2 separate regions of the Mus musculus genome follow, and region 1 is linked to region 2. The links are chromatin contacts, called in public promoter capture Hi-C maps. All regions are on one chromosome and are shown on one strand. The core of a region is the stretch at or near the end of the contact, and the rest is flanking DNA. Distances in the headings are between cores, read along the strand shown. Region 1 overlaps Snx3 (sorting nexin 3). Region 2 holds the start of Armc2 (armadillo repeat containing 2).

Evidence for each region. Promoter capture Hi-C pulls out the DNA fragments that hold promoters and counts their contacts.
Region 1: a contact with region 2 is called in a promoter capture Hi-C map of liver, with 2.1 times the contacts expected there. The contact joins the enhancer-like site here to the promoter of Armc2 in region 2. A contact is called at or near these places in 6 of 39 promoter capture datasets (the C10 cell line, embryonic stem cells, hematopoietic stem and progenitor cells and 3 more) and 1 of 115 datasets of contacts at active chromatin or transcription factors (bone marrow-derived macrophages).

What each region holds. Positions count from the first base shown.
Region 1 is chr10:42,518,888-42,522,976 of GRCm38.p6, forward strand. All of the region lies in intron 1 of Snx3 (sorting nexin 3), which reads left to right. Among named protein-coding and RNA genes, the nearest start is that of Snx3, 19 kb to the left of the region's middle. Within about 2 kb of position 2,609, at least 36 of the 459 cell types and tissues checked have an H3K27ac peak or open chromatin away from gene starts, as enhancers often do. A contact at or near this core is called in liver, where this site is marked.
Region 2 is chr10:42,016,825-42,020,802 of GRCm38.p6, forward strand. Armc2 (armadillo repeat containing 2) reads right to left here and starts at 1,558. Exons shown (of 18, transcript NM_001034858.3): 1 at 1,369-1,558. It overlaps 1700016J18Rik (a long non-coding RNA gene), which reads left to right and starts at 1,330. Exons shown (of 3, transcript XR_871596.3): 1 at 1,330-1,437; 2 at 1,784-2,088.

The sequences.
Region 1 (4,089 bases), core at 1,359-3,858, 500 kb after region 2:
CTAATGCTGGAGCAGCTTACTGTGCCTAGACTTGAAGGGAATGTTTGTTTTAGATCTCTCTACCATGGCTTCAGAAATTTGTCCTCTCTCTCTCCATTTGAAGTCCTGATGGTCTTACCCATGTGATTAATGGTACAGTTTTGGGAGGGGGAACAAAGGCTGATTTTAATTTTTTTTATAAGTAGCAGAGTATAAGACATATATGCATGTACATATATGCCTTTAATCCCAGCACTCGGGAGGCAGAGGCAGGCGGATTTCTGAGTTCGAGGCCAGCCTGGTCTACAAAGTGAGTTCCAGGACAACCACAGCCAGAGCTACACAGAGAAACCCTGTCTCGAAAAAATTTTTGTTTTGTTTTTCAAAACAGGGTTTCTCTGTGTAGTCCTGGTTATCCTGGAACTTACTTTGCACACCAGGCTGGCCTTGAACTCAGAGATCTATCTGCCTCTGCTTCTTGAGTGCTGAGAATAAAGAGGCCTGTGACCTCGCTGCCCATCCAAAATAAGGTTTTTAATCTTATAAACTAGTATAAAGGTCTGAGGGTATAGTTCAAACTCATTTTGTAGCCCAGGTTTGCCTATAACCCATTATTCCAGCCTCTGAGTGCTGGGGTTACAGGCATAAATCACCAAACCCATACCCCTATACTTAATTTTTTCAAACCATTATTTTTACTTTCATGATTATGAGTGTTAAGCCTATTGTATGACTGCATGTGGTGCCTGTGGAGGCCAGAACATAACGGATCCCTTGGAACTAGTTACTGACAGTTGTGGTTTTCTGTGTTGGTACTGGGACTCTAACATGGCTAGTGGCCTGGGCTCTTTAACCACCAACACATTGCTCTGGACCCACAATCTTTTTTTTTTTTTGGGGGGGGGGTTGGGTTTTTTTTGTTTTTTTTTTTTTTTGTTTTTTTTTTTTGAGACAGGGTTTCTCTGTATAGCTCTGGCTGTCCTGGAACTCATTTTGTAGACCAGGCTGGCCTCGAACTCAGAAATCCCCCTGCCTCTGCCTCCTGAGTGCTGGGATTAAAGGTGTGCGCCACTACGCCCGGCTCTGGACCCAAATTCTTAAGTATTTTAATACATATACATAGTATATATTCTGTACTTTTGGTTTCTTTTAAAAAAAAACACAGAAATATTATAAGAGTGTGGTTTTTGTGTTAATCACAGATGTGGGGTTATGGGGCTACTTGGAACTGACTGCAGCAGTGGCAAGCAAACACATTTTTTCCTGTCTATCATAACTCAGTGCCCTGATGTGATACACTGAACCTCTGTCCGTAAAGGAAGAATGAAGGCGCAGCTACAAGTTACCAGCTTTGCTACTTTAGTAAGCCTCTCTCAGCACGTGAACTCCAATGGTCTCTTCCCTCTTCCCCTTACACAGTCTCAAAGGCCAACTCTTACAACATGGGAGTCACTGTCTTTTAGGTTATAGCAAAAGAGTTATAAAATATGTTGCTAACTTAGAGAAAATAGAGGGAAACAACATACAGGGAATTGATTATTCTGTAGTTTTGGTTTGGTTTGTTGTCTGTTCCCATTTACAGTCTTTTAAAATGTACAAGAAAGCAAATAACAAAGATTCACAGGAAACCTTCCCCTTGTCCCTCCAGACCCTCCTCCTAACCCCTGAGCTACGTCATCTCTTCCTACAAATATTCTATTCAAAGACACATTGGGACCGAGGAGATGGCTCTGTGGATAAAGTGCTTGCTGGAGAGTGTGAGAACCTGAGCTCAGATCCCAGCACCTATGTAAGAGCTGGCCGTGGTGGCACAGTCTGTAACCCCAGCCAGACTGGATAGAAACAGGCAGATCCTGGAGGTTTTCTGGCCCCAGTCTAGCCAGTCAAAATCCCTAGGCCTCAGTGAAAGAACTTGTCTCAGTAAATTACATTTTTATTTACTCAGTGTGTGCACATGCAGTACACATGCACTTGTGTGCTCACTTGTGACAGGGTACAGATATGGAGATGAGACCACAGCTTGTGGGAATCAGTTCTCTCCTCCATCATGTGGGCCCTAGGAATCATTATCAGGCCATCAGGTTTGCTGGCAGCAGCTGTCCCTACCTGATGAACCATCTTTTCAGACCATCTTTTTGTTGGTTTTTTTTTGTTTGTTTTGTTTTACGTGGCACTTAAAAATTGCACATGGTTAGGTGAAATGTGTGTTCCTGTAAGCTTAGTTCTCAAGGAGTCTGCTGCAGGAATATCAGAGTTCAGGGCTATCCCAGGGATACAGAGTGGTTTGAGGCTAGCCCTGACTATGCAGGGGACATGTGTCTCAGAACAACAAAAATGTTTACGTAATGATATCAACTATAAATGTTTGGTTATATGTTAAAATAAAGTCTAAATAGATCTGAAACATACATTATTTTTTTCTGATTAAAAACATTCAAAATAATTTTGTGTAGCTCTTTGAAGTGTTAGAACTTATATCTAGTTCCCTGTGCCTCGCAGTGTTCACTGAGTGGCTTTCCTGCCTGTTCCTGCTGAGGTGTCTTCATCTCACTTCCTACAACAGAGTTGTTCTAGTTCATGGCTACCCTGGGCCTTTCAGCTTTCCCTTAGAGACACTTTATCATCCAGAGAGAGTCATGAGTCACCCCTGTAATCTGGAGCACACGTGCTCATTCAGAAGACTGCCGTTTGGGTCTCAGTACCCACATTTGCAGCTCACAGCTAACTGCCCGTGACTGCAGCATCAGGGATGCAGTGCCCCTGTCCTTTGGGCACATGTACTCTCAAACACACACACACACACACACACACACACTTATGAAAGAGAAAAATCTTTAAAAAGAAAAAAAATTCCATCATTGAGAGCTCTGAGGGGAGATCACATGGCCAGCCTGGGCTCTAGATAGAGTGAGTCCCTGTCACAGTGTCATTGTCCTGGTCAGATAGCTCAGTTTCCTGCTTTTGTGTATGGTTGGTTTGATGTAGTGGGGGAGGCTGTAAAGGCATTGCGGGGGGGGGGGGGAGGGATTATGAGATCCCAGGGCTTTTCATATATTCTGCAAGGCTCCATTGATGAACTAAACTACTCCAAGTCCTATTTGTGGTGTTTTAACCACACAAATTCAGATTTTTATATCATTTCTATTTTCCTTGGTGTTTCATGAGCGTCAAGAGGGATTGTTCTGCATTTTATTCATTGTTCTAAACAATGATTTCATATTTAGCACAGTTGTCTTATGGATGCTTGGTAAATAATAGTCTGCCAACGTTGGAAGGTAGGGGGAATATCCAGCTACAGGCTCTTTTTATAAGCATTAAAGAAATTGGAGGGCTGGCAAGATGGCTCAGCAGTTTAGAGTGCTGATTGCTCTTCGGAAGGTCCTGAGTTCAAATCCCAGCAACCACATGGTGGCTCATAACCATCTATAAGGAAATCTGATGCCCTCTTCTGGAGTGTCTGAAGATAGCTACAGTGTACTTACATATAATAATCCCAGCACTTGGGAGGCAGAGGCAGGCGGGTTTCTGAGTTCGAGGACAGCCTGGTCTACAAAGTGAGTTCCAGGACAGCCAGAGCTATACAGAGAAACCCTGTCCTGAAAAGAAGGAAAAAAAAAAAAGTAAATCTTAAAAAAAAAAAAAAAAAAAGAAAGAAAAGAAAAGAAGAAATTGGAAGTAGCCAAACAAGAGCTTGCAATCAAATAGTAGGAGCTCAGTAGTTCAAACAAAAACAAGACAGTTTTTTTTTTCTTTTGATCAGGTAAGTTGAAGTGATCTTTAATGATCAAGATAACTTCTTTTTTAGACTCATGTGTATGAGTGGTGTGTGTGTGTGTGTGTTGTGTACCATGTGTGGGTTATTGTCCACAGGGGTCAGAAGAGAACTTTGGGTCCTCTGAAGCTGAATTTACAGAAAGCTGTGAGCCACCACGTGGGCGCTGGGGATCAAACCCGGGTCCTCTGGAAGAGTAGCCAGTGCTTCTAAATGCTAAGCCTCAAGAAAACTTGATTCTTGAGACATATATATAGTACAGGCAGGTCTCACACTTCTGTAGCTGAGGGTGACAGTTCTGAGCCTTATATCTAATGCTGGCCTTGCTAGCTGCTCCT
Region 2 (3,978 bases), core at 308-2,807:
CTCTCCAGACCCACGTGTTATTTGCATGTGTTACTTTCTTCTTCTGGCCTCAGAGGGCATTACAGGCACACTGTACACACACATACACACAGGCAAACATTCATACACATAAAACAAGAATAAATATATCTTTAAAAACCCCTATCTCTACTGTTTGCTACCAACAGCCACCAGAGCCACCTCCTTCATGTTAAAGACAACATTGCCCATCAACATTGCCGACATAGGGTTTGCTGGTGCACCCTCTTTCCCCAGCAAATCAAACACTCAGGGCTCTTTCCATGACTGAATTACTTTGGCATTAAATGAGCATCCAAACAGGTGCAAGAAAAGTGCTTAGATGTCAGAGCAAGTGTTAAGTCCCCCGAGGATCTGCAGCTCTGTGACCTTGAAGGGCATTAGACATCTCTATACCCGAGTTCTCTTCTGTTAAAAAAGCATGGATAATGACCAACTCTCAGGGCAGCTTTCAGCATTGCATGAAATGTCCAAATGCTTTAGCACGATGCTAGCTAGCTCTTACAATACTAAGAAGTACTGTCCAAGTGCTGGCTGGTCAAGAAAGATCTTCCTAGAATGAAAATACTCACCAACAAGAGAAGTCACAAAAGAGACTATCTGTCCAATGTTTTCATGCATATCATAAATTTAAATTTTCAACTAGAGAATACCATCCTTGATTTAAAAACAAAATAAAAACAAACAAACAAAAAAACCCAGCGTTTTTATCTGAATGTCAGTTATCCCAAATCTATGCAAACTGCTAGTCAAAACCTTAGGGATTTACAAAAATGGGATACATATAGTGTGACTTATTTTCTACCAAACGAAAAGAATATGATGTCGGGATGGAAGAACCTGCGGTAATACTTGTGGCATGGGTTGTAAGGGGCATTCTGTATACATACGGTGTAATTAATATTGTTCCACATACACTTTATTGAGGAGTCATTTGTTACCTAGGAAAATCCTAGTTTGTTCTTGTGGCCTGCCTCCACAGAGTCCCTTAGTCTATCACTCTCTCATTCAACCAGTGTTACTGGTTACTCCTGTTAAATACCAGGCAACTGACTAAATGCTCACAGTTACAGAAGCTGACTCCTGTGCAGACCCCGAGAGTATGCAGCAGCACCCCTCGACCCTATCTGGGAACAGAAGAGAGACTGCAGGAGGGGTCCCTGGTGAACCTGCAGGGGACTCCTCACCTCCCGCACGCACAGCTGCTCTCCCACTCCCGGAAAAGCCCGCTCCTTCACCGGTCCAGGTTAGGGCCGAGCGCCTCAGCATCCTCACCTCGCCCTCCCGCCCTCCCGCGCACCGCCTTTGCCCTGCTGGCTAGCATCTCCATGGTAACCGTACACAAACCACCTTTCGCTGCAGGCCGAGCGGTCAGCCTACAGATCCAGGACGCCGCAGAGCGAAGCGGGATGCGCTGGAGTAGGTGCTGGTTGGGGAATCCGGGCTCGACTCAAAACACCTGTGACAAGCGCTAGACACTTAGACCCCGGCGGAGTGTGACGGCCTTCCCGCTCTCGCAGGGCAGCAGGGACCAGGAGGAGGGGCGGGGCGGGGCGGGGCGGGGCGGGGCGGCCCTGCTCCACTCTCCGCCACTGAGCCTGCGCCAATCCCTCTAGCCACGCACGCGTAGCAGCGTCGAGGCGTGGCGAGGGCCCGTGCGGGAGCGCGGGCAGGAGCATACCCACAGGGGAAAGGCAAGAATGGGTGGAGGGGAGTCTTCTTTTACATTAGCAATATGTTCAACCATGTTTGTTTCTCCCCGTAGGATCTCCAAGACTGTTAAACAACTGGCAGAGGAACAATGTAGTGTTTTGGGAAAGAGTCGGTTATTGATTATAGACGTCAACGTCCACCTGGAACGGTTCCTTAGCATCTCATCTCTTATGCTTCAGGCAGAGAGTGCTATCCCTGTGTGTGAATAGCTGAATCGTGGGCCGTAGCAAAATAAATGTGAAGAGCTGTGAATGTAGCAGTGAATGTTAACCTGTTGGATATCATTAACTCCTTGCATTTGGGCAGCACTCAACCGTTTGTAGAGCGAGCTCACAACAGAGCAACTAGGGACCCAAGGTGAGATCAGGAAGGAGCGATTTAAGTCTTGGGTTGCTATGGCTAGTCGCTGTGTGTTCTTACTGAATCACTACAACCCAACAGGGGAAGAAAAAAAAAAGAGTCCTGTGTATATGTTTCTAATTCAAACTCTGTTTGCGTCTACACTGGATCATTGGGTAACACTTGTGAAATACAAGCGAGGCATAAGCTCTAAATTTACACTACGGTATATAAACATAGGGATTATCAGCAAGTGTTGTCAACACTGGGAAAATGCCGTATTCCATGGTGCCAAGGGTCTTGTAAAGAATAACTAAATTGTATCTATTTTGCACAGTTAATACCTTTGATGAGAAATGACACCTGGAACACTGAGTAAAGGTTTTCCAAGTGCTTAACAAGATTTCCCACATCACAGACAAAGAAAACTCAATCATTGATGAAGTTTAGGATCCCAAACTAAATATTATTTTTCACTGGGAACAGGATCTATCCTATGAAGTCCCATTTGTGTGTCACCAGACTCAACTGTGCAAAAGGACATTGCCTGTTGTATAGAAAGCATAACTAGCATTTTGATCTCATAGTTTGTGAGATATGATAAAATACAAGTCCATTTGGGTCTCTTGGTGGCTGTTTATAAATACAGGTGTCTATCTGACCCTTCATGGAGAGTCAGACTTCTCCAAATGTTTTGTTATTAAATGACTGGTAATCTGATATTAACTCAACCTCAACATCTTTCTGAATGATGGTGGGTGAAAAATGAGTATATCGATAGCCAATAGAAATTCAGCTTTACATCTTCTTCTCACCCCAGATTTGCGGTCCACAGTGAGCCTTCCCAAACGTTGCAGTAGCTGGCTTCTAAGTCTAAAAGTCTCATCTCCACTGAAACATGAGCTTACAAACCTGTAAAACAGACATGGCTTGGACCTATAATCCCAGCATGTGAGAAACTTAGACAGGAGGATTACCTTAAGTTCCAAACTAGCCTGAGCTGCACAGTGAGACCCTGTCTCAGAAGACAAAACAAGACATCAAAACCAAATCTGTTTGTTTGTTTGTTTTTTTACCAACAATTGTTATCTATGGTCTTGTGTCTAAAATGTTCATCTAAACTAGACCTTGTAAGCAAACCATTGAAATATGAAGCCAGTCAACCCAGCAGGCCAGATGTCAGCCAAGCAGGCTAGAAGAACCGAAAAGAATGACAGAGACAGAGTTATAGGAAATAATTACTTGAAGAGATAAATGGCATATACCTTAGTTTACTGTAGAACAGTCTATGGGAAAATATTTAGGCTACTTACTACACAGAGGCCTATGTGGCTGATTTGGATGTTCCTCCAAAATTCTACACAGATGGGATTTTGTAAAGAAGGGATGACTAAACTGTGTTTCATAGACCTTAGGGGAAAATGATTAGTTATAAATATAATATACTTATAGAGTTTTATTTGTAGTTTCCAAATTGATTTCATTTGGAACATCTCCTTCTGTTGTCTTCTTTGGAGTTTATAATAATCTGGAAAGGTTCTTTGATGATTTATTTATTTGTTCTTATTTCATGTATATTGGTGTTCTGCCTAAGTGTCTGGGTGAGGCTCTTGGATCCTCTGGCACAGATAGCTGTGACCTGCTGGGAGTTGAGCCCCGGTTCTCCAGAAGAGCAGCCAGTGCTCTCAACCACTGAGCCATCTCTCCAGCCCTCTATTTGGATTTGAAGTCGGAGATTTAGAAGCCTAAGTAATCTGTTCACAGCGCGCCCGCAGCTTGTAAAGGGATGTAAACTGGTGTTCTTGGTACCAAAGTCCAGTAGACTGTCCTGCCATTGTACATACATAAACGTAATATTTCAGTCCAGGGATGAGAGGTTCTCCCTAGCCTGTGATGGGCTCTAGGCAT